Linked DNA regions of Mus musculus: regions 1, 2, 3, 4 and 6 are each linked to region 5. The links are chromatin contacts, called in public HiChIP or PLAC-seq, Micro-C and promoter capture Hi-C maps. All regions are on one chromosome and are shown on one strand. The core of a region is the stretch at or near the end of the contact, and the rest is flanking DNA. Distances in the headings are between cores, read along the strand shown.

Region 1 (3,238 bases), core at 541-3,040, 480 kb before region 5:
TCAGGTACTTGGCCATTTGCATGAAAATGTTTTTAACAAAACTGGAATAGCGGTACATAATTTTGATAAGTGCTAAGACACCTCCATGGGTAGCCTTTGTCTTTGTCTTGAGGTCTGGGTACTTCCTGTTTCTCTCTAGAACTTTCTAAACCAATAAGATTTCCTTTCACTGGCACAGGCCTCTCCATCACATCCATGCTGCCTTGAAAGAAGTTTCCAGCAAGCTCTGTGCTTGCTGAGGGTAGGACCTGCAATTATGCGTGCTGTTTGACAATTACCCTGCCCCTTACCATCAGGTTATTCTCCTATGAGGAAACAGCAGAAATGTACAATTTAGAATCCAGACTTCATCCCTATTCTCGTCAAGAAAGGGAAGCAAAGAGCCAGAGCTCAGTGGCTGTGTTTGCCTAGCATGCACGAGGTCTAGCATCACTAACAATAACAATAATAGTCATAAATCAAAAGAAATAAAAGCATATTTATTGACCTTCCCAGATCAACATCTAGGCACACTGACTCCCAGTCACTCCATATCTCAGTCAGTTTCACATAAACCCTGGGGCTCTAGGACAGGCTGGAGGCTTGAAACACACAGATGTTGTCCCCCATTTCTCAGAGCAGGATGATGGCTTCACAAAGTCAGGACAATTTGCATCCTTCCTTCCTTTCCAAGGTATCTTCAAGTATACTTGCAGTCTAGGTAGACCTGGCCCTGAATCAGTTCTGTCTACTTGTGGTTTAATCTAATACCAAGAGAGGTCTTTGTGTTTTCTCCTGGAGACTGGATGAGTCCATGTTTAGATATGCCACCTGGCAGGTGGGCAGTCTCGGGACATCTGAGGAGGCCTGCCTGTGAGTTGGGTGAGTGGATACCTCTTCCTCCTGGGCTCCTGGAAGGAGTCTGACATTTGGGAAAGGACAGCTCAGTGGAATTGCTGGAGCTGAACGACATGCAGGGTTTGAACTATGCATAGCGCATCGAGGTTTTCTTAAGTCCCTGTGCTGCTTTAAATGAATGACCTCCCCGCTCCCCATGAGCTTGGTCTCCAGGTATTTGAACTATCTCAGAAGAATCGTGATCCTGCTGGAGGAGGTGTGTCACTCAGTTGGTTTTGAGGTTTCAAAATCCCACTCCATTCCTAGTTAGCTCTCTCCGCCTAAAACCTGTGGATCAGGATGTAAGCGCTCAGGCTACTGTTCCAGCGCTACGCCCACCTGCCTGCCTGCTGCCATGTTCCCAGCCATGATGGTCTTAGACTCTAACACTCTAGAGATATGAACTCCCATAAACTCTTTTCTAAATGTCCTTGGTCATGTTGTTTTATCACAGCAACAGAAAAGTAACTAAGATAGTCTCCCAGTGCTATTGTAGCCAATGGATATGGGAAGTCTACAGCATACATTGTAGACTAGAGGTCTCCCTGCCAGGCACAACCTACAGTTATTTACTCTGAGGTTCACATAGGACATTTCAAAACTGAAATGAATTGAAAAATTTTTAGGATATCTTTAAATCTTTAATGTTTACCTCTGTGTAAAATAACAAAACTAGAATATCTTGCATTACTGGGTTCACAAAGGCACTGAACTAGCACTGAAAACAGTTGTTACCTTTAGACCGGATGCATTAGTGTACAGTGTTATCTGGACCAGCAACATCCCCAGGAAGTGCTGGGTTCTAGGCAAACAGAAGGCCCTACTGGAGACAGGGAAAGACTTCATTCAGAGCAATGGGCCAGGTCTGGCAGGACAGGCAGAAAGAAGCGATTGTGTCCATTCTCTGCCTCTAGGTCATGAGTCATTCTCGTTCCAAACACCAGAAGCCAAGAGCCCTGCAGCCAAGGATATCTCAGCCAGACGGAGCAAGTCTGTACCTGCCCCCAGCTCACAAGACCTATACTACTCCAGGTTGTAAACAACACTGCACCAGTACTGGGGTGTAAGACCCAGGGTCTTCACGGACAGATTCCAGGACAGCAGTAATACTGAACTTGAGATCCAGTGCTGGAACACCAAGTCCATCAAACACCTAGTGTGAGCTAAGGCTCAAATGCATCCCACAATTTAAATGTGTAACCTTTATGAAATGCTACTCTTACAAGATTGAGAGACTGTACTGAAAGTCATAGACACAGAACTTAGTCAGTCAAGTTCTAGAAGGGACAAATTATAGCAGATGATGAATGACAATACTGGGTAGCAAACCAATGCCTGCCTGATACCTTACTCATAAGCACATGGGAAGAGCAATGGAACTAGAAGAAATAGGATACAAAAGCTAACTGACCTAAGGTTTTCAAAAGGCTCAACTGCTTTCTGTGTGACACTGCTGACAGGTAAGCCAGCCTCTGCCCAGGAGTGCTGGCCACCTCCCTCCATTGAGCTCCTTGATTGACAGGAGCACTGTCATAGCAGGAAGTAGAGCAGCCGTGAAAGCATCAGCACAGAGAGGTGCACAGCTCCAGCACTACAATGCAGCTATTCTCTAGCTTGGCTTCTAGCCAGGTACCACCTTCCTGAAACGGCAGCCCTCTGATACTTTCTCACACAGTCACTTTCATGGTCTCTTTCTGAACTGTTTACAATAGTCTATCATCTGCCTTACCCTCCCCCACACACCTCAGGAAGTCCTGAAAACTCGATCCCCATGTGTTTCATGCAAGATTGTTTCCCAATCAGACTATTTTCTTTTCCAGATATTTAAAAGACAAAATTTGGTTTTTAATTCCATAAAAGACCTCTTGTTGCTAATCATAGTTTCTCAGAAAAAAAAATCTAAGTATGAAAAATAGTATAGAATCTAAACAAAATCAAACTGAGACAGAATAGTGTAATTTATTAATCGGGAGTGAAGGACAGAAAGTTAATAACAACATTCCAAGCTGTTGCAAGTCAATTTTATAAAAACATGTCCATTGAGATACTCATTTACCTTTTCTTCCCCCTAAATTCTTCAAATCCACCCATACAAAACTAACACACCCAGAAACGCTGACACTTAGCAGGCCAGCAGTAGAACACAAAGCCTGTGCTCACAAGCTGAACTTGACAGTTAGAAAACCAAACCCTGGAGCCTTGAGGAGAGGATTGCGATCAGTCATCTCAGTAAATCTGATCATTTTGAGGGAATGGCTCTCCTTTGAATAGAAGGTGAGATTCTTCCCTATGGCAGGAATTCTATCAACAGCCACAAAGCACACACACGTCACAGACGTGTAAACTTCCAGTGTGCTGTAAT
Region 2 (2,938 bases), core at 115-2,614, 360 kb before region 5:
GGCCTATAAAAATATTGAATTTTGTTCACTTGTTGTTTTGCTTTGGTATAGAGTCCCACTTAGTCTAAACTGGCTTCAAACTTCCTGTTTAGCCAAAGATGACTCTGAAGCCCCTGATCCTCCTGCCTCCACTCCCTGAGTACTGCTGTTACAGCTGATATCATAAAACATACCTGGTTTCTGCAGTGATGAGCCTTGAACCCCAGGCTCCTGCACGCTAGGCTAGTTCTTACCAATTGAGTCATGTTCCCGACCCTGGGTTTTTGACTGTTCTAACAAAGTTCTACCTCAAATGCTCTCACTCTGTTTAACATTGCTGGGAAATCTCATTTCCAAACCCAAGTCCAGTTAGGAATAAAAAGCAAAAATCTATGGTGAGCCTCCATATGTAACACCACATTGTCTTATATTCACTTAACAGTTTATCATAAAAAGGAAAAGAGAAAAGCTGGAATCACTTAGCATCCCTATATAGTAAAAGATGAAGAAAACATGACTAGAGTTCTAATTCATACATTGAAGACTGAACTATTTGGTTTTGAATGTTCAACAACCTGAGAATTTACTCAGTGAGTTAGGCTATGTTCTGAGTATGGATTAATGACCCAAATAAAACATCCCTAATTTGAAATCTCTTTATTAAATCTGCAGAGTATCATTTGAACCTAAATTCTATCACTATGTCCATTTTATAGGTTAGAAAAACTGCCAGGGGAAAGTACAAGCGGCCTGCAATGGAGGTGGCATCTGAGCTGCTAGGCTATGCACATCTGTAAATGTCATCTTAGCAGTGATTCATTCTGTATCAGGAAGACATGCACCCTAGTTGACAGCAAAGTGGGGGCACAGCAGAGTGACTTCCAAGAGGCATACTCCCTGTGAAGGGAAGACAGGTCACCTACCTCGAGGACTTGGAAGCGCTGGTAGATGTAGTGTACCATGGCTGGGTCCTGGGCATGTTGTGGTGGGGGCAGAAATGCTGCAAGGAAGAGAACCAGGGAAGCAGAAGCTTCTTGAAGGGCCACCACCATCCTGCACACTTCCCAGGAACTCTGGTTCTCTAAAACGACTCAGGGGTCCGGGTGGTGATCTCTGGTTTTCTGTCTGCTGCTGTGGCAATTCCTTGGAAAACAACGCTTTGCATAGCCAGAGAGAACAAAGTCCGCTTGTTATTCTACCCGGTGCATGATCTCAGTTTCAAGCTGGTGATCAAGTCCAGCTGTTGGCAAGCCAGTCTCTGCAGGCCTTACGTGTTCACTTGGTTGCAGAGAGCTCCGGGGGTCCAGTGTCTGCTGCCCTCAGCTTGGCCATGCACAGACCCTCTCCAGGCTAATGGCTACTTACAGCTTCCAGGTTCAGAGTGTACGGGTTGGGGAAGGGGAGGGGAGGTCTTTTCTCCTCTCCCCTCCCCCAACTCTTTTACTTTTGGTTCCCTCCTCCTTAATAGACTGTGCAGTCCAATCGCAGGCCTAGCTCAACACAGGCCACCCCCCAAGGTCTCAGTGTTGGAATTTCAGTTCAGTTTCTGGCAGAAATTCCTAGGATCTTTTTCCAAGAAGTTCTGTTAGGAGACCCCACCTCTGTTTCTTGCATTCTCGTAGCTCTTAAAGGCATAGCAAGGAAATGTGAATGCTGATCTATGCCATCTCAGAAAAGTGTACAGGGCAGCATTGCTCTGTGGGCAGAGGGGTACAGTGGGCACAGGCCTGGCTACCCAGACCAACAGCTGAGAATTGTCAGGATTGAACTTAGAAGAAAAAAATTTTTTTCCTTTTTCTTTAGATTTATTTTTTAATTCATGTACACATGTATGCATGAAAATATGGGGCCCACAGTGGCCAGAACGTGGCCTCAGAGATTCCTGGGTCCAGAGTTACAATCTCTCTGATATGATTCCTGGGAACTGAACTCCAGTCCTCTGCAAGAGCAGCAGGTGCTTCTAACCACTGAGCCATCTCTCCTGGCCCAGAAGAAAATTTTTAGGATGAGAATGAATGATTGACACAGTGGTTTTTGGGACACTGAGTCATCAGGAAATGTAATCCCACTGTGAGAAAGTCCTCGAGTTTCCCATCATCAGTGTCAGAATTCCCATTAGCAGCAGCCTGGAAACCAGACCCTCAGGCCAGCTAAAGAGAAATCCCGTTGCTGGAGCAAAGCCATAAAACCTTCCATGTTTATGTTTCCTGTGCTAGTGCCTCCCCACCTTTACCTCTTTTTCCATAGGCAGGCCCAGGACCCCACCTCCATCTTCTGTTCTGTTTTATTTTGCATTGTTAATGAATCACTTTTTAAAATAGGGGAAATTGGAGCATTTATGGAATATGGAAAGAGCCCTGGTCGGGAGGTAGAAGACCTGAGTTTGCATTTGATCCATACACAAGTAGCTGAAATCTAAAATCTGAACATTTCTTATTGGTAGCTCTTGAATATCCTAGTTCTTAATAGATGTTCCTCTCTCCTCTTCTTTGATATGATTTTGGTCGCTAACTGGTTCTTCCCTATATCCTTGGTAATGTTCCAAGCACCATCTCCTTATTGTTAAGAACAATTGCTCTTGTTTCAGAGAACCATCTTTGAACTCCTTCCAAAACTGCCTGAACTTTAGCTAACTTCTCTTACATCCTTATTTAAAAACAAAACAAAACCAAAACCAAACTGCCTCGGACATCTGTGTCTTTCTTCCCACATATTAGTGCAGTCCTTAGTATCAGAGAAATCTCTCTCCCAAGAGATGGTGGTTAACACAGAAGCTCACAAGTGAGCAAACTACCAAGAAATCAATGACTGTAGCAAACTAAGCTACAAGTGGGACATGTATGTCACAGCCTTGCCCCAAGGCTCAAGTACCATCAGGAAAGAGGGAACAGGAAGATTATAAAAGCCAGATTTTGAAGAGGACTAGAGAAAAACAGCATCTTTTGGAGATGATAGGACT
Region 3 (2,981 bases), core at 243-2,742, 330 kb before region 5:
AAGATTTTAAAAACAAAGGGTTTTTAGTTCCCCGGTTTTACTGCACTATTGTTCACTATGCATCCTACTGGGTTTGGAAATTATGGTGATATGGAAGCAGATGATTAGGTGGGGGGAAGAAATAGCAAGATCAAAACAACTGAAAGTAAATTAGCAAAGCTCCTTACGTCACAAAGCTTTTGGGAATGTGAGGTCTCTGGGGCGGTGAGTCAATGCCAGCAGGGTAGAAACAAAAGAATTTTCCTGAGGATTCCTAGGCTTTGTTTTCATCTCACATTGTTAAGTGAAGCAAGTAATACTAACACCGAGGGGAAAAGAATTCTTAGAGCCAGCATAATTGTATGATCCCTAATCGTGCAAGACCCGGTTGAGCTCTGAGGTACAGACATGTCTTCTAAATGGCTGAGACGTGGGACTGCAAAGTGTGAGGAGAGTTAGTATATCTGCATGCTCTTTCCAGGGACACTGTAATAGAAGAAACAAAGCAGAGGTCAAGTATAACAGCTACAGGCTGAGAGCTTGATGGTTATAACAAGTGTCAGCTTGACAGGATCTAGAATTTCCTGGGAGACAGGTATGTCTGAGAGATGATCTAGTTTAGGCCAATTGAGGCAGGGAGAGCCATGTGAAAGCAGCCAGCCAATACCATTCATCTCTGTTTCCTTACTCTGGAAGCACTTCGAATTTCCCCTGCCACACCTCCCTAGTTGTAAGGTTAGGAGTTAGCCAAATAAACCCATTGTCTTAGCTAAGGTTCCTAAGACTATGAAGAGACACCAGACCACAGCAACTCTTATAAAGGAAAATATTTAACTGGGGCTGGCTTATAGTTTCAGAGGTTTACTTCATTATTATCATGGAGGGAAGCATGGTGGCATACAGACAGATGTGGTGCTGGAGAAGTTCTACATCTGGCAGGTAGCAGGAAGAGAGAGATACTGGGCGTGGCTTGAGCATTAGAAACCTCAAAGCCCACCCCGAAGTGATTCACTTCCTCCAACAGGGGCGCATAAAATAATCCTTTCAAACAATGCTACTCCCTATGAGCCTATGGGCACCATTTCCATTCAAAGCATCTTGTCCCTTCCTTCCCTCCATGCTTGTCTCAGGTGTTTGGTCACAGTAACAAAAACCACAACTAACACAGTGAGAAAGTGAGAGGGAGAACCTTTCCCAAAGCGTCCTGTGCGGTCCATCCACTCTGGATGGCTATGATGGTTATACTCTAGCAGCAGTGGTGTGGAAGAACACTGTGTCTAAAAGCTCTGTCTGGAACCAAAAGTCCTGTTTCAATCTCGTCTGCCTTTGTGATGATGATAAACACACACACACACACACACACACACACACACACACACACACCCCAGCTGCTTACAGAATAAAGCATGGCTGCTGCTCTGACAAACAAGTAAAGGATACTGCTTTGTCTTCTCACACCAGGTGAGGGGGAGGAGCTCCTTGTATGCTGTGCCCAAGACAGAGCCCCAGGGGCAGAGTTAGCAAGCGGCAGCACATTATACACCTCAAGGTTAACCAAGACCGGCTTCTCATCACCTCTACCACAAAGGAAAGCAACAAGGCCAGGTCCAAAGTTACTGATTCGAGACCTGACAAGACTGAAGAGGGTCACACAGAAAGACTAGGACAGACGGTCCACTCAGCCTGCTTGCTTTGCCACTCATCTGCTGGTGACAGTGAACACACTATGTAAGGCTCAGTTTGTTTTGTGGGAGACAATACTGTTTGCCTGTTTATAGGCTGCACTCTTTACCTTTCTTGTTACTGTGACACAGTATTTAGCAAAAGCAACCTAGGGGAGGGCAGGCTTATTTTGGCTTTCAGTTTGAGAGGACACAGTCTTTGCGGAACACCAGATACTGGGTGACACTGTGTCCGCAGCCAGGAAGCAGAGATGAATGTTGGTGTTCACTCTTTCTTTCCCTTTTTTATTTAGGCCAAATCCTGAGTCCATGGGATAGTGTCACTCACACTTACATCTGGGTTTACTTTGCTCAGCTAAATCTTCCTGGAAAACTCCCCTTTAAAGAGACACCTAGTGTTAGCAACCCTTCTAGGCTCTGCCCCACAGTTACCTGGCAACAGCCAGGTATGCCTGGCTTAGTATAAGCCAGTTCATTCTCTCTGCTCTCTCTCTTACTCTCTGCTCTTTCTTTCCCTGACCCCCTTCTCTTCTTCCTTCTTCCTCATCTCTCTCCATGTGTTCCTGGCCAGCTTCTTCTTCCCCCCACCCCCTGCTCTCTCTCTTCTCCCTTCCCAACTCCCCTACCCATGTCCTAAATAAACTCTATTCTATACTATATTTGTCGCATTGGTACTTTATGGGGAAGGGATACCTCAGCATGGGCCTAATGAGGCACCTCCCCTCCCACCTCACCATACCATGCCTCTATCAAAACATATCCTGGCCTCTTTATTTTATAAAACACAACATCTAGAGACATGTCCCCTAGATGATTCCCAAGTTAGACAACTTGCCAATGGCGATTAAGCACCACACAGGGTGAAAGCTCAATTGGATGATGTATATACATAGCATGATAAAGCGCCTTGGTGAGAGGAGGAATTTGGTGCAAGAATATTTACATTATATCATTGTTAATTCAAGGTATTGTTTTTAAAAACAAGGTGTTTTAGCTAGGGTTTTATTGCTGTGAAGAGACACCATGACCAGTGCAACTCTTATAAAGTAAAACATTTCATTAGGGCTGGCCTACAGGTTCAGAGGTTTACTCCATTGTCATCATGGTGGGAACCATGGCAGCATGCAGGCATGGTACTGGAGCAGCTGAGAGTTCTAAATATTGATCAGAAGACAGCCTAAGAAGACTGGATTCCACACGGGGCTTGGCTTGAATATTTAAGTCCTCAAAGCCCACCTACACAGTGATGTACTTTCTCTAACAAGGCCATAGATCTTCCAGTAAGGCCATACCTCCTAATAGTGCCACTCCCTATGGACA
Region 4 (2,994 bases), core at 46-2,545, 390 kb before region 5:
GCCTTAAATAAAATCCCAAATGAAAATAACAACAAAAGACTTAACAATATTCCACTTCAAAGTCACGTAAATATGCATACAAACGGGCTGGTGAAGAAAGAAATAATTTCTAATCAGATAACATGTTTAGTATACCAATAGTAATCTAAGACTGAAGATTAATTAGGTCTGTAATTGACTTCCTTCCTGTAGTTGAGCATTTACCTTAACAAAATACTCGGTAATCTAATAAACACTACAGTCTACAATATAATCAATTAAGGACCAAGAGAAATGAACACAGGCAGAAATAAAACCAAAATATGAAGAGGAAGACTGATCTATATCAAATATCTCAGTGCTCTAAGAAAGAGCTGAATGCCTATTTGAATCCTACCGGAACCTTGGAAGTTCTAGTTTTTAAACATATAATAACCTTATTTTGATCGGAGGGAAAAGTATGGGTCTGGCGTCAGGATGGAAGGAGGGAAGAGGACCCACTTTTAAAAACAGAAGCATCCCCACACCCTAATCCTGCCTTGAGCCTTTGGGAAGTGTGTTGCATTTAGCAATTAGTGCACAGAACTGCTCCTGGCCAAAGCGCTCTGGACCAAAGGTCTATGGAACAAACCCACCTAGGTATCTCCAGTTGATGCCACTGCTGCCCTCACGGGACTCAAGGCTTGGGTCAAAATCGCCCGGAACTCTGAGATATCGGAACACCCCGGTATCCTGGGGACCACTCTGCCACCTGTAGAAGCGCGGGGCAGGTGGCACATCCAGAGCGAGGTCGGGTAGAAAACTCAAGCAAATCCAGGGGAGTTGCTCCCTTTTCTCAGTCTCCCAGACAAATAAGTGGGTCCCCAAGTCTTGAAAACGTTCGAAGGTCTAAAAGACCACAGACGCCCAACTACCCATGTAGTTCTTGGATCTGGGGGTACTCAGTTCCCGGGATAGCGGTGAGCCGAGGCAGGGAGACCCACTGACCTGGATGCCAGAGTGCAGCTTCTCTCTCGGAGGCTCAGGTATGCAGGTCGCTCCTGTGTCCCTCACACTTTCCAACATAAGAGCGGAGAACCCAGTGACAGGCCACTGGCCCAAGGACCAACTGCCAACCAAGTGGCAGACCCGCCAGCACCGACCCGGTTCGGCACCCACGTGACGGAGGCGGGGATCCCAGAGAGGCTGGTCCCGGAGTGTGGCTCTCTGGCTGCTGGGACCTTCCCCCTAGGAACCGCCCCTCTGCCACCCCTCCTCCTTCTCCCGCACCGCAGTGGCCCGCGAGGACCCAAGAGCCACAGTTCCAGTTCCACAGGGACTTGCCTGGTCAGCCCCGCCCCCAGGCAGAGCTCCCGTGCTGGCTCAAACCCCGCCCCTCCCGGGAGACCACGCCCCTCTCTGGGTCCAGCCCACTGCTTGCACCTAGGACTCTTGCACTCTTCCGGCCGCAGAAAGGACCCTAGGCATTTTCCTTGTGTCCCACTGTGCTCAGGTCTCCAGAGTTTTTGTAATCTGTCAGCAGGACGAGGAAAGCGTGCGGAGAATTGCAGAAAGGAGCACCGAAGCGCAAGCGTACACACACACACACACACACACACACACACACAGCGGGCCTTGTGTAACCCCATTGAGATTAAGGGTAGTCTAAGACCTGTATCATTCCCAATCAGCCCAGACCAACCCCAATTTGGGTTCCATGTCACTCTTAGATCTGTCTAACTCAACCTCCGCCGCCGCTCCCCCCGCCTTTCCTGAAGGTCCCTCTAGTGGTTAAAGCTCTGGTGTTCTGTCTTGTGAATAGCTGAAGACAGAACACTTCCTGTGCCCTGCAAGGTCAGGTACAAGTATGCAAAACAAACAAACAAAAAAAACCTGGAGACCGAATCCCAGCACCTACCTCGAGCGTGCATAAGGCCCTGGGTTTTACCACAGCTGCTTGCCCTACCCGGGCCTCCAAGGGCCGGTTGCTCATTTTATCTGCTTAGAATCTCCAGGGCCTCAGATGGCAGGGATACAGGGACTCTGGCAGGAGTCTCTACTAAGCTGGACTCCAGTTGCTTACACCTGGAGTGTTGACAGACACGACTCGTCTTTTTTTTTTTTTTTTTTTTTTCAAAATTAGTCTAAAATTACTGGTATGACCAGAGGCTTGCACACATGAACAGAAGATCATAAATACTGTGGCAAACAGGTGTGTGAGCACTGCGGGGACATGGCCAGCAGCAGAGCAAAGGCAAAGCCAGTAGAGGAAGATTGGGGCCCCAGACTTGTGTCACAGCAGGACACCCTTCGGTTCTTTCACTTCCTTAAAATAGCGGGTGAGAGGCTTTTGGAAACAGAGCCTGCGCAGTTCATATAAGTTCAAGTGTGGGCAGTTCCAAATCCCACTGGTAGCTTGGGGCCACGGGGGCAGTTTCTTCCCCCAGGCCCCCAGAAACTGCAGCATTTTCTCAGAACTATACAATTATTTTGTAAAATGTTTTATGAACTTGGCTTTCTCAAGCTTCTGTGCAGTTTGGGAAGGAGCTTTAAAAGTACAGACGCCGGGCGTGGTGGTGCACGCCTTTGATCCCAGCACTCGGGAGGCAGAGGCAGGTGGATTTTTGAGTTCAAGGCCAGCCTGGTCTACAGTGTGAGTTCCAGGACAGCCAGTGCTACACAGAAAAACCCTGTCTCGAAAAAAAAAAAAAAAAAAAAAAAAAAAAAAACAACCAAAAAACAAAAAAAAAAGTACAGACGCTCTCCTCCCATCTCCAGAGGGTCTGATCTCTTGGCGTTGGAGAGGATAACCTGCATATTCGGAATTTGAAAAGCTCCCCAGGTGATTCCAATGTGCAGCAATATAATAAATAACCATTTCTGTGGGTCATGGAGACACCATCAATCTTCATTTAAATCCAACCAGAGTGGAACTGAAAAGCACACGTGAACGATACAGAAGCAGGTGTTCCAGGGCCCTCATGCTGTTAGGAAAAGCAGCAATGAACAGGTCCTTTCCAACGAAAATTTCACCTA
Region 5 (3,094 bases), core at 234-2,733:
CGCAGCAGGTTCAAGTCATACTTTTAACACGAGCTTGTTGAAACGTTTAACAATTCCAAAATGAAATTAAACGAGTTTTAACTTTTTTTTTGCCTCTCAAATGCATAAAATTGCAGAGGAAGTTAACAAGGGGGGAAAAAAATCTTAAAACGGTAAAAATAAGAAAAACAACTCTTCTTAGGACTAGTCCTTGGATGAGTTACCAGGAAACTGATTCTTCTTTTTCTAGACTTCCGATGCCAGTCCTGAGGCCAGCGGGCTCAGTACCTGCTCCGGCCTCCCCCTCGCTCCAGGCGGCTTCCCACGCGGCCTCCGCCCCTCGGGGGCGCCCGGCGGCCCGAGCGGCTGTAGGAATCCCGCGGCGCCGGGCAGTTTCGTTCTACAGACGGCGGCAGCCCGCGCTCCGGCCTACCCACGCGCTCACGGCCACTCGAGTAGCGCTCGCTGCGGTAGCTGTCGCGGCCGCCATAGCCGTCGGGCGAGCAGCCTCGGTACTCGTCATAGCGGCCCCCGCCGTAAGATGGCGGTGGCCCTCGGGCAGGACCGGCGCCACGCGGGTCCCCGTAGCTGTCGAAGGGGTCGCGGTAGGAGCCTCCGCTAGGATGCTCGTAGTCGCGCTCGCGGCCGCCGTAGCCGTCGCGCTCACAGTAGCCCCGGGAAGGGCATTCGTCTCGCGCGCTCGAGTGGCCATAGTCGCGGTAGGTGTAGTCGCGGGGCGAGGGCGCGAAGTCGCGCGGGTCCCGGGCGCTCGGGTAGTCGCGGCTCGAATAGCTCTCCCGGGGCGAGTAGCCCTCGTCGCGCGGGCCCAGGTACGGGTCGCGGCGCGGCGGTGGCAGCTCCCGGCGCGGCGGGCCCCCGTAGCCGTCTCGTCCCCGGGAGCCCGCCGCCCGCCCGCGAATTCCCGCGCCGCTGCGCGCGGGGCCCGACGGCGCTGCTCTTTTGGGCGGAGGCCCGGCCCGGCGCGGCGGCGGCCCGCGCTTCAGTGGCATGGGGGCCCGCGAAGGCCGCAGGTCGAAATCCCCCGTGTAGCCGCCTTCGTCGGCCGACCCGCCCCGGGAGGGAGGGCGCCTCGGGCCGCCGCCACGGGTCCCGCGCAGGCCCCTCGGGCGGCCGCGGCTTCGGGGAGGAGGGGGCCCGCGCCGGCCGCTCTCGAACACCGGCTTGGTGGCTTGGGCCACTTTGATGGCCTTACCATCCAGGGACTTGCCGTTCATGTCTCGGGCTGCGGCCTTGGCGTCCGCGGGGTTCTCGAAGGTGACGAAGGCGAAGCCTCTGGACTTGGAGGTTTCCCGGTCCTTCATCAGGAGCACCTCGATGATGCGGCCATACTTGCCGAAAGCGGTTTCGAGGCCCTTCTCGTCGGTCTCGAGGTTGAGACCGCCGATGAAGAGCTTCCCTGGACGGTCGGCTTCAACCATGTCGGCAGCAGCGACGGCAGCAGCGGCGATTGAGGTGGTGAAGAGCCGAGAGACGGCGCGACACTGAGCTCCTCGGCTGGTCCAGACCGCCTCCTACCGGTCGGGGAGCGCTGTGCGTAGGCGGGAGGGCGGAAGGCAGGGCCCGGCGGCCCCTGAGCCACGGGCGACTCCTGCCTGTGATTGGTCGGCAGGTCCGCACCTCAAGCGAGTGTCTCGGGGAGGCGGAAACTGGTTTGTGGCTTCGGTGGGCTCTCCCGGCTCACTCTGCTGGCCCTGGCTTCACGTGTGGGCCCCGTCCCAGAAGCGCGGCTGAATTCAAAAGCCGTTAGGCGAAGAAGAAAGAAAGTTCCATTGCTCTTAATGAGAAGAATCCCAAAGCATTCCAAACCTAGTTACCCACACGAGTTTAAAACAAACAAACAAACAAACAAACAACCCCCTGGAAAATGAAATTAGGAGTCGTTTAAAAGATTTAGAACGGAGTTTGTATATAAAGCTTAGTCATGAGATGCGGGGTTTATTTTTTCCCCTGAAGGGAAGAAGGTGTTGGAAGGGGAATCAACAGTGGAATAGATGGATTTACTTATTATTATTATTATTATTATTATTATTATTATTATTATTATTATTTACTTAAACCTTTGTCCGTTTGGTCTCATATGTGTACACGAAAATGGTTTTCACATTTCTTCCTGCCAGTTTGTAAGGTTTAATCCTAACCATGATTATCTTGTCTATTTCTCCTCCTTTTTAAAACTTCTCTTATAAAATGGTTTGTCATATTTTTCCTCAGCTGTGGAAGAAGTTTCTTATTCCATTTTCTCTAATGTTCTCTAAGTTTATAAATGTGCTTAGTTTGATGCCTAATCTTTCACGGGTGTGTGTATCCATGTAACCATGACCCCCACACGTCAAGATGCCTACCAGTCCCCTCACTGGAACTCTCCCATTGTATTTCCATCAGAACAGTGCCTGCTTTCCTCACAATTGGGCTCACTGTTTTCTCATCTACCACAAGTGGAATTTTCCTGTTCTTTGGCTTTATATACATTTACTTCTGTAATCACAATGAACTCTTGTGATTTTGCTGATTCACCCAGCATATTTTGTGATTTATCTATGTGACTAGTGTGATATTTTTAAAATATTTCTTATATAGTTCTTTTGCATCCTTTCTCCCTCTCTTTGGTGAACATTGGAACATCCACCACTCTGGAGAGTGCCTCCTTCCTAACCAAATCATTTAGGAAACCTGACCCCAAAATACATTTGGATTCCATTTAATTCCATTTTGCACTGTTAACACCTTCATACAAGCTACAGACATATAACACAGTCTTTGTCTAGGCTTCTTGGTATAGGGCTTCCTAAAACCCTTAGCATTTCTGGGAAAGAATGCCTTTTGTTATTTCTAGGACATACTTGGTGCCCAAGGATGACGCGATGGTTTGAATGAGAATGGCCCTATAGAATAATAGTTGAATGCTTACTCACCAGGGAGTGGAACGGTTGAGAAGGATTGGGAGGTGTGATCTTGTTGGAACAGTTGTGTCACTGGGTGTGTGCTTTAAGGTTTCAAAAACCCATGCCAGGCCCAGTGTCTTTCTCTCTCTGTCATCTTCCCTACACCCCCATCTTTGACAAGGATCAGAATGTAACTGTCACTTATTACTCTC
Region 6 (3,025 bases), core at 336-2,835, 410 kb before region 5:
CAGTGTCAAAACAGTTTTGTTTGCTGTTTCTCTCACACAGGGCTTGGAGGTCCGACAGCATCTTTTCCTGTGGTGCCAGGTTAGCAGGCAGTATAGACTGGACATTCCCTGCCATTCCTTAATGGGTGAGTTCCAAGCCATGCAAGCCAGCTCTATGGAGCATGCTGGAAGGATTCCTTTGGCTTTCTGGAAGTTCCATTTAAAAGCCAGCCCAGCTCCTATCACGTGTCCCTGCCGCCCCACCAGCAGCCTTTCTCTGGCACAGCGTAACCCAGATGCTTCCACTTAGCACATACCCAAATACTCAAGCCCTTCTCACCAAACCACAGTGCTTTAAACAAAACCATAATCCAACACCACGTAACAACAGCAGGGCAGTCACACAGCTTAGCACCCTCCTCTGCAGGGGACAAAGAGCATTCCAGAGCACTGTGACTTTACCTCCAAGTGCTACAAACTACTTCTGGTGGAACTGTCCCTCAGTATGGAGAACAGGACTAACATCTCCCTCCCCATTAAAATGCAGACCTCTTAGGAGAGACACTACCCCAAAGGGACAGCAGGTCACACTACCCTGTAGAACTGAACCAGCCCCCAAGGAGGACAGTCCAGCCAGGAAGCCAGTGAGTGGAGTGGCGTATATCCAGACACCACATCTGGCCCTAGATGAAGGAGCACTAAGAAGAGGGTGACATTCCCCTTCGTTTGGTTATTTAATATTTTCAAGTGGCATCTTCACCTTCCTCTGACCATCCACACCTCCAAGTCAGCTCCTGGCATTCTGTTCAGCAACCAACCTGCTCATGTCAAACTCAAAGGACAAGTGCAGTACAGACACTACAGGGACACGAGTGACCCAAGTCACAGTCCTTACCCGTGTACCCTATGACAGGTTGCTTGGGCAGGTCTAGGAACAGACTATTCATGCACTGCACCAAGAGAAAGACTCAGAGTGGGAGTGGGAAGTGAGATCCCAGCCTATACCTCTGGGAAAAGTAAGATGGGGGCCAAGCAGCAGGCGAGCAGTCAAACACCACAGCCTTCCTTTCATCTGCCCCGTCGTCATACCACAGGAGAAGCTGATCTGTCTCCACACAGAGGGAGGGGCCACTGCAGCCACTGAGAGAACTTTGGATGGAGAGTCCCTCCTTCTTTGCCAGAGCCTCAGAAAATGAGAGGTAAATGTAAGTGTGATGGTTGAGATGAAGAGGCCAAAACAACTCCAAACTGCAGCCCTTCCTGGCAAGCCCCCCCCCCCCCCCCCCCCCCCGCCTGGTCCAGCTGCCCCTCCAACACCCCCCAGTGCTTCTCACAATGTATCACAATGATGGCAAATGACTTCCTGCCTGGGCAATTTCCACCTGCCTGTAAACACAGCCTTCTGGGAGTTCACAGTAGGTTTCCTGCCTCCTCGAAGTGAATAGACTTTGTCTGCATTATCTCATTAGTGAGGGATACATTACAATTATCGGCTCTGTTTTGCAAAGTCTGCGACCAGAGACCAGAGAAAGAGTGACTACAGTGGAAGCTGAGGCCAGCTTGAGAACAGTCTCACCTCCACTCACCCCCTGAACTTGTCATCCAGGCAAGGGCATCCGGAAAAGGAGCACTTGGAAGCCACAGACTCCTCCCACAAATCCTGTGGAAGATGCAGAGTAAGAGAAAGCACCAAAACCAGGGAGCAGCCCGCGGCAATATTAAAAAACTTTAGAGGAGTTATACTGCCTGGGTGAAAAATCTCAACTTAAGACACTCTGTGTCTGCTGGAATCCCTGACACTGAAGCTACAGGAGAGCATCTTCATGTCCGTGTCTTTTGCATGCTGTCTCCTCAACCTAAAGACCCCTTTCAACAGTCTCTATAAAACACGAAAAATTATTATTTTTTCTTCAATGTTCTATGCTCTCCATAAAAGCATCCAAATCATCTCTGCTGAGACCTACAACAGGCTCTCTTGGCTGCATTTATTGTCTCCTGTTGCCAAGGAAATAGCCAATGGAAAAAGACTGGCATTGCCTCTTGTATGGCAAAGTATCTAACAGGTGAGCATGAGAGAAGGAACAGAGCATGTGCGGTTCTGCCCTGTCCTTTCCCTCTCCCTAGATATCTTAGTGAGGGGGGTGGCCTGTCTCTGAAGGGAACTACATTTATATATGCCAATACTAGAAATGGGCATGTTAATTCTACAAAGGAATGCATAAGAACCCTATGACCACAATCTCTATAAATAACCCCATCAGCTATAAAGCTGATAGCTTAGTATGCCTCCAGCTCCTGGTCCTGTTTTTCAACTGTTGCCAATTTCAGTATCATGAACAATTTAGTGTTGGTATCAGGACCTCCAAAACCTGTGACATCACATAGGCGGGACCCACAAAACTGTTGCCTTGGCAACAGCCATCATATTCCCAGAATCCACTTGGCTCACCTTCCACATTTACCTGTGTTACGTCATCGCCCATATACAAAGAAAGGCCCCCCTGATCTCTCTCTTTCCCCCTTTCCACCACCACCTTGCCCCTCCCTCTCCCAATAAACCTCACGTGGAACTGTTTGGCCTTGTGTAGTACTTCTGAAGCCACACAGTATTCAAGATCCTAACAATTAGCACAATTCAAATGAAGCCAGGACACTCAGTGAAGGACAAAGCAGCAGTGTCTGTGGGAAGCCACATATGCCATTACAAGGTGGCGCTGGCTACCACTGGCCACCACGCATAAGTTTGGGTAAACAACCAATGTGTACATATGCAGTAAAGTTTTTTGCCGAGTCACTGCCTGGCCTGGGCATGTTAATGAGGTTCTGTGAGGTACTGAGAGCATAACCAATCGGGTGTAGATATGTAAATGGGGTATGTAAATGAGGTATGTTAATGAGGTTGTGAGGTTCTGAGAGCATAACCAATCGGATGTAGACATGTAAATGAGGTAGTAAATGCATAACCAATCCAGGTGTGAGACACGCCCCTCCTAGGCCTATATAAGCAGCACCAGTTCTGGGCTGGGGTCTTTTCACCTCTGCAATC

What was found. Promoter capture Hi-C pulls out the DNA fragments that hold promoters and counts their contacts. A called contact is a pair of places that touch in the nucleus more often than the background predicts. HiChIP or PLAC-seq counts read pairs in DNA pulled down with a chosen protein or histone mark.
Region 1: a contact with region 5 is called in an H3K27ac HiChIP or PLAC-seq map of trophoblast stem cells, with 6 times the contacts expected there. The contact joins the enhancer-like site here to the promoter of Rbmxl2 in region 5. A contact is called at or near these places in 8 of 39 promoter capture datasets (cranial neural crest, embryonic stem cells, hippocampal neurons and 2 more), 3 of 115 datasets of contacts at active chromatin or transcription factors (embryonic stem cells, stem cell-derived neural progenitor cells and trophoblast stem cells) and 1 of 9 other capture datasets (embryonic stem cells).
Region 2: a promoter capture Hi-C map of stem cell-derived epiblast-like cells shows a contact between it and region 5, with 6 times the contacts expected there. The contact joins the promoter of Olfml1 here to the promoter of Rbmxl2 in region 5. A contact is called at or near these places in 19 of 39 promoter capture datasets (the HPC-7 cell line, Sertoli cells, cranial neural crest and 9 more), 4 of 15 datasets of contacts at CTCF or cohesin (embryonic stem cells and stem cell-derived epiblast-like cells), 46 of 484 Hi-C or Micro-C datasets (the AtT-20 cell line, cerebellar granule neurons, cortical neurons and 9 more), 15 of 115 datasets of contacts at active chromatin or transcription factors (embryonic stem cells and stem cell-derived neural progenitor cells) and 3 of 9 other capture datasets (embryonic stem cells, liver and pancreatic islet).
Region 3: an H3K27ac HiChIP or PLAC-seq map of embryonic stem cells shows a contact between it and region 5, with 6 times the contacts expected there. The contact joins the enhancer-like site here to the promoter of Rbmxl2 in region 5. A contact is called at or near these places in 19 of 39 promoter capture datasets (the C10 cell line, the HPC-7 cell line, HPC-7-derived erythroid cells and 10 more), 4 of 15 datasets of contacts at CTCF or cohesin (embryonic stem cells and stem cell-derived epiblast-like cells), 101 of 484 Hi-C or Micro-C datasets (the AML12 cell line, the AtT-20 cell line, the Ba/F3 cell line and 45 more), 23 of 115 datasets of contacts at active chromatin or transcription factors (astrocytes, bone marrow-derived dendritic cells, differentiating embryonic stem cells and 4 more) and 2 of 9 other capture datasets (embryonic stem cells and pancreatic islet).
Region 4: a contact with region 5 is called in a Micro-C map of embryonic stem cells, with 2.9 times the contacts expected there. The contact joins the promoter of Ppfibp2 here to the promoter of Rbmxl2 in region 5. A contact is called at or near these places in 11 of 39 promoter capture datasets (cranial neural crest, embryonic stem cells, epiblast stem cells and 5 more), 1 of 15 datasets of contacts at CTCF or cohesin (embryonic stem cells), 8 of 484 Hi-C or Micro-C datasets (embryonic stem cells and nephron progenitors), 12 of 115 datasets of contacts at active chromatin or transcription factors (craniofacial prominence, embryonic stem cells, forebrain and 1 more) and 3 of 9 other capture datasets (adipose tissue, embryonic stem cells and pancreatic islet).
Region 6: an H3K27ac HiChIP or PLAC-seq map of embryonic stem cells shows a contact between it and region 5, with 6 times the contacts expected there. The contact joins the enhancer-like site here to the promoter of Rbmxl2 in region 5. A contact is called at or near these places in 9 of 39 promoter capture datasets (cranial neural crest, embryonic stem cells, frontonasal cranial neural crest and 5 more), 1 of 484 Hi-C or Micro-C datasets (embryonic stem cells), 5 of 115 datasets of contacts at active chromatin or transcription factors (all in embryonic stem cells) and 2 of 9 other capture datasets (embryonic stem cells and pancreatic islet).

The regions. Positions count from the first base shown.
Region 1 is chr7:107,686,828-107,690,065 of GRCm38.p6, reverse strand. The region is part of intron 5 of Ppfibp2 (PTPRF interacting protein, binding protein 2 (liprin beta 2)); the gene reads right to left. Among named protein-coding and RNA genes, the nearest start is that of Cyb5r2, 70 kb to the left of the region's middle. Within about 2 kb of position 1,790, at least 29 of the 459 cell types and tissues checked have an H3K27ac peak or open chromatin away from gene starts, as enhancers often do. A contact at or near this core is called in trophoblast stem cells, where this site is marked.
Region 2 is chr7:107,565,859-107,568,796 of GRCm38.p6, reverse strand. It overlaps Olfml1 (olfactomedin-like 1), which reads right to left and starts at 1,364. Exons shown (of 3, transcript NM_172907.3): 1 at 903-1,364. The coding sequence starts at 1,031.
Region 3 is chr7:107,533,977-107,536,957 of GRCm38.p6, reverse strand. All of the region lies in intron 6 of Syt9 (synaptotagmin IX), which reads right to left. Among named protein-coding and RNA genes, the nearest start is that of Olfml1, 32 kb to the left of the region's middle. Within about 2 kb of position 1,492, at least 8 of the 459 cell types and tissues checked have an H3K27ac peak or open chromatin away from gene starts, as enhancers often do. A contact at or near this core is called in differentiating embryonic stem cells, embryonic stem cells and olfactory sensory neurons, where this site is marked.
Region 4 is chr7:107,593,352-107,596,345 of GRCm38.p6, reverse strand. It overlaps Ppfibp2 (PTPRF interacting protein, binding protein 2 (liprin beta 2)), which reads right to left and starts at 1,295. Exons shown (of 25, transcript NM_008905.2): 1 at 967-1,295.
Region 5 is chr7:107,207,834-107,210,927 of GRCm38.p6, reverse strand. It overlaps Rbmxl2 (RNA binding motif protein, X-linked-like 2), which reads right to left and starts at 1,483. Exons shown (of 1, transcript NM_029660.2): 1 at 12-1,483. The coding sequence starts at 1,418. The coding sequence ends at 261.
Region 6 is chr7:107,616,666-107,619,690 of GRCm38.p6, reverse strand. The region is part of intron 1 of Ppfibp2 (PTPRF interacting protein, binding protein 2 (liprin beta 2)); the gene reads right to left. Among named protein-coding and RNA genes, the nearest start is that of Ppfibp2, 23 kb to the right of the region's middle. Within about 2 kb of position 1,585, at least 44 of the 459 cell types and tissues checked have an H3K27ac peak or open chromatin away from gene starts, as enhancers often do. A contact at or near this core is called in embryonic stem cells, where this site is marked.